2 separate regions of the Gossypium arboreum genome follow, and region 1 is linked to region 2. Evidence: chromatin contacts called from public Hi-C data. All regions are on one chromosome and are shown on one strand. The core of a region is the stretch at or near the end of the contact, and the rest is flanking DNA. Distances in the headings are between cores, read along the strand shown. Region 1 holds the start of LOC108457825. Region 2 holds the start of LOC108460840 (chaperone protein dnaJ 16-like).

Region 1 (2,700 bases), core at 11-2,510, 280 kb after region 2:
TAAAAGATGTTTAGTTAAATGTTTTAATGAGCCAAAAAAGTTTGATATAAACATAAGGCTAAAAAATAAAAGATGAGAATTTCTGGTCCCATTTCTGTTTGTAATTCCATGGTGCTGTTGCACATCAGCAGATTATATCCAACATGATCAAAATATATATAAGAACACCAATCTAACAGAAATATATAGGTTGAAGTACGAATTCACTCCCTTCACCATTTTAATTTGACCATTTAGACTCTCTCAGTCAATATTAACGAATTTAATCCTTACACTATTATTAAAAGTTACTTGAAAGACAATTGAGAAAAACTCTACTGTTAATTTGGATAATGCAGCATTTCGGTCATGGCGTGGCATGACATAATGGTTAATCATCTATATCGATATATATATATATATACATGTACACTTCTATAAAATCCTATAACAAATTTCACGATAGTTTGATCTCGAGAGTCAAAGTAACAAAAAAAATTTATAAGAGCGCAAGTATTAAACTCAATAAAAATTGGAGCACAAGCATCAAGTAAAACATCCAGTTAGAATAGTTTAGAGTTAGTAGAAGTGCCAAATTCTGACATAAACATTTGTATAAATTTCTAGTAATAGGTATTTAAGTCTTCAGTGTTCTCAAGCAAGAAGCTTCAAATCCGCATTCAATGCAGAGTTGTTGTAATCGCAGAGGGATGGCAGCAACAAATTTGATAGCATAAATAAAAAGTAGAACCCAAACCATTTGGTTGCAAGCAAGAAGAAAAAAAATGAACAGTATGATTAGGGAAAATACCAGCAGGAATGGAATCGAGGAGATTGAGAGCGAGATCGGATTCGTGTTGCAGTTTAGAGGTTTTATCATCGGGGTTTTGAGGGAAAAAAGTGTCTCTAATCTCGTACAAATCATCAGCTACTTTTGTGGCTTTTGCCCATACATCATCTTCTTCTGCTGCCATGTTACTTCGCCGGCAAAGGGAAAGGGAGGAAGTTGGCAAAATGAAAACAAAGCCCGAACCCCTCTAATTCCAGCCCTGGACTCCAAACAGTTTCATTTCTGATTAAGCCTCGTGCAGGAGTCATCAATTCTCTAGTGATTCGCTCCAAAACGGCACCGGCTAAGCTCGATGAAAACAATCGGTTTATTTTCGTACTCCATTTTAACTTTTAACCTGGGCGGGTGAACTTGTGAGCTATCGATGATACCATCTGCGGTTTGAGCTCAATTTAATTGGATTTTCAAAAACCAATCTTGACAAGTTTGTCCTTTACTCATATTAATTATAAGACCTCCAAAATTTTTGAAAATTTGGGTTTGGTATTCAAGCATCATCTCTTTGGCTTTCTAGTGAAAACAGTTTTTTTCTACAAGAGTGATGACCTCTGGTGGGTATTCTGGGTGAAGGTTTGGGGTGACAGTGTAAGGAGTAGGTGATGTGGATGTTGAGGAATAGGGTCTATACATCATGATGGGTCTGGGCCAATAAACTCTTTTATAGGCTAGGACTTTTGGATTTTCTTTGGGCCTGGAGAGTAAGTCTGCAAGAATGTTTTGTTTGCCAGGGATGTGCTTAACTTTTTTTGGTTGAATAGAAGGAAAGCTAATTACATAGCATATGTAGGCCTAGAATTAGTGCCTAACAAAGTAATGAGTTGTTGGAGTTGTATGAACCTGTAATCCTTGCTCTTAGTGTCACGGGGCTAGATTGAACTATGGCCCGTGACACTAGGATCTTGTAAGAATCGCCAATGTATGTGTAGCAGTGTTGGACTCTTTGTAAATGTGAGTAACATGGACTATCCAATTCCTATGTTGAATTTGCTTGATGCACAAGGTCAACGCGTAGTTCCCATAGTTGTCATCTTCATTGGTATAAGCTTGGACAACAACTTTGCTATCACTTTCGAGAAGAACATGGTTAGCACCTTTGGACCAAAGTAGCTGCAGACCATAAAAAATCATCCACGGTTCCGTCACAACCGCAATACAATTGTTGATGTTCCTTCCATAGCCTATAACCCATTTACCATGTTGATCCCTAACCACCTCCATTGCTGAAGCAAGACACAAATTGGAACAACAACTACCATCGGTATTCAGCTTGACCCAATTCACTAGTGGAGCTTGCCATATATCTTGACAAGTCCTACCATTTGGAATTGTAACTTCCCCTTCACTGATATTTAAAGTCCAAAACCAACAGGTTCTCAGAAAAGAAAAGAGTTCAAGATGCACCCCTTTAAAAATCAATAAATTCCTTTGCTTCCATAGTCTCCAAATAACCATTCCAAAGATCATTGGCCAGTAGGCATTGTGAAAATGAAAGTCGAAACTGTTTTGTAGATTCATATAGATCCACTAAGAGAGATGTATCGAAAAACGAAGATGGTACCTGAGAGGAAAGAAACTGCAGCCACGCCCTTCAAGCTTATTGACAGTTTCGTAGGATATGCAGAACAATTTCCTCAGTCGCAACACAAACACAACATGATGGATCATCCGTGAAACCACGCTTCTGTCTTTCCTTATTTGTAAGTAACTTGCCTTAAAGAACCATCTATAGGAACTGATTGATTCGTTGGGGACCTTTAAAATCCCAAAACGTAGTCCATATGTGACCCCTTATATCCGACCCAGTTAGAGGATCTGAATATAAAATGTCACATTCAAATGCCGAAACAACCTATTTTACTTTATTGGAATGG
Region 2 (2,817 bases), core at 113-2,612:
TCGTTTATGTTCACGAACAAACTCGTTTATTGGCTCGTTTATAAGCTTGTTTATGACTCGTTTATTTATTAATGATATTTTCTTATAAAAATATTGAAATAATATCTGTGTGTATGTATTTATTTATTATATGTTTGTTTATTATTCATTAATATTGTTCGTGAACATGTTCAATTATATGTTCATGAACATGTTGTTTAATGTTCGTGAATTTTAAACAAACGAATATGAACACACATAAATTTAAATAAATGAACATGAACAAAAAATTTAAAATTTTTAACGAACACAAATTGAACATGAAGAAATTTAAAAATAAACAAACGAACATGAACAAAGGTTCGTTCATTCAAGCTTGATTCATTTGCAGCCCTACCAATAGCAACTATACTTGAAGATTAGATTGGTTTTGATCAAACAATTATATAATTATAGGCATAATCACAATTATAAATATAAATTATAAACATTCAAAAATTATGGGGAGGAATTCACTTATACAATGTAAAACTTAAGTTGTTTTACACCATTGATAACTTTTTTATGCTATTAATATTTTAACGATCTAATAGTTGAATTTTTTAAAATATTTGTACTTATCATGCATGCAAAATTTTAATCGAGTCAGATATCTACATCATATCAATTTAAAGTATTGTTTATAATAACATATATTTGATAATTGAAAGTCTTTTTCATAAAATAAATAGTTAGAATTTTTTAATTTATATCAAACTTGACATATATGATTTATATAACTAGAGCATGAAATATAACGGTCTGATTGTTAAAATATTAATCATAAAAAATTATGAAAAAATAGAAAGCCACTTAAATTTTACTCCAATAACCGAATTATGATAAAATTAATAACCATTTTTCTTTTAAATATCGCATTTTAAGGTGAACAAAAAAGGTCCTACCGGGAGTCGAACCCAGGTCGCTGGATTCAAAGTCCAGAGTGCTAACCACTACACCATAGAACCTCCGATGGTTATGAGATATAAATCGTAATTTAAAATCAAAATAGAGGAAATAAAAGGATTTTCAATGGGAATAAGAATAATCTGCAAGTTAGTGATCGGATGATTCTAAATCATGCAACAAGATCATTATTCACTGTTTGCAATTGAGAGAATTAGGTTCGATAATTTATGTATTTATATAATTTTTAATAAACTAGTAATTTGTGCTATAAAAACTTCAACATCTTATGCTTTTTCATGATTTTGTTTAATTTATATATATATTTAAGTAATTTTGTGGGTACCTTTAATTATATTTGTAATTATTTTTATAATCCAATAATTTAAATAATAAAATTAAACAATTTCCCTTTCTTTTTTGTATAAAAAAACAATTTCCATGTTTTTCAAAATCCCGCTTCAACGAGGAATGCAAATTATGCGCATTGCGCACCCACGTGCTCCTCGATCCCATGACACGTGCCAATGCAAGCAGATATGCGCTTGCAGACTGCAGACTGCAGACTGCAGTGCGCAGTGTGCAATCTCCATACTGCAATGGTACTGTTCAGATAAACGCATAGCCATTGAATTTTGGTTTTTGAAAATATTTATAAACCAATGACGATATAGGTTGTCTAAAATTTAAATTTAAAAAATGAATATGTTAAAATATTAACATTGCACCTAATTAATTTCCCCTCCAATTTTTCCTCCTCTTTCTTTCTCTTCTCTCTATCAAACCTCCAGCTTGGAAGTCCCATGGAGTTTCCTCTTTCTATCTTCTCTTCTCAATGCACCTGAATCTTTCCTTTTTCGCTTCTTAACCCCCTAAAAAAGTCTCCTACTTTGTTGAAATGTGGTGGAGACATAAGGGAGTTAATTTCCATTCCGTTTTTGGAATTTAGTTTAAGGTTTTGGATTTCTAGGGTTTCTTACCTTAAAATAGAACAATTTTCCGGTTTAGTTTTTTGTTTGGTGGTGTCTATAGAAAAATGCCGCCACATCGATCCAAGTCGGAGAAAAACGATGGCATGGCGAAGCATCTTCGTCGAGATCCTTATGAGGTGCTTGGGGTCTTGAGAAACTCTACGGATCAGGAAATTAAGAGCGCGTACAGAAAAATGGCTCTCAAGTATGTTTAGTTTTTCTTACCTTTTTTTTTTAAAAAAAAATTTTAATTGTAAATTTTCGGTCTTTTTCCTTTATAAGTTTAAAGGTGTTCCTATGTTCGAATTCTTGGTGTTTTTGTTAAGAGTTTTTAGTGATTTCTTTAGGGTACATCAGGGTACACTAGTTTGAGCATATTGATAACTATTGGTTAATTATAAGGTAAATTCACTTGCGTACATGGAGTATACCAAGTATTTAGAACCTGAATTTGGATGGCATTTTCGAACCATAACTGGAGATTTATGAGTGATTGGGGTTCGGTGTGATGGTTTGCCTTCCCAATGATAGTGTGTAGGAGAGTCATTTATCAACATATAGCAATAGCTGTGGAGGACTTGGCCAAGCTTCAGATTTTTAGTGTTGGTATTTGCCAGTTAGACAACAGATTTTGCTTAGATCAGGTGTCCTATACCATGCTTGTGCAGGGATAAGCATTCGAAGCAGAATAACGCTGGCCTTTAGTGACTGGTTGGATATCCGGAATACTTGTCAAACAACAGATAAAACCATAACTAAAGTATCCAAATGATTGTTTCCAACATGTGTCCACAGAATGATTTATTTGCCTTGATGATGCTCCTTTCCAGCAAGCAGATATGACAAATGAAATATGTGATTTGGGACATACAATGTATGGCATGGGCTACTTTTCAGATAGTTCACGTTGGACATCTCTTGA

The links. Hi-C and Micro-C count contacts between places; a contact is called where the count stands out from the background.
Region 1: a Hi-C map of leaf shows a contact between it and region 2, with 4 times the contacts expected there. The contact joins the promoter of LOC108457825 here to the promoter of LOC108460840 in region 2. A contact is called at or near these places in 2 of 5 Hi-C or Micro-C datasets (both in leaf).

Annotation. Positions count from the first base shown.
Region 1 is chr4:113,223,349-113,226,048 of ASM2569848v2, forward strand. It overlaps LOC108457825, which reads right to left and starts at 1,261. Exons shown (of 13, transcript XM_017756982.2): 1 at 791-1,261. The coding sequence starts at 953.
Region 2 is chr4:112,947,820-112,950,636 of ASM2569848v2, forward strand. LOC108460840 (chaperone protein dnaJ 16-like) reads left to right here and starts at 1,363. Exons shown (of 12, transcript XM_053026505.1): 1 at 1,363-1,526. The coding sequence starts at 1,366. It overlaps TRNAQ-UUG (transfer RNA glutamine (anticodon UUG)), which reads right to left and starts at 986; the gene lies at 915-986.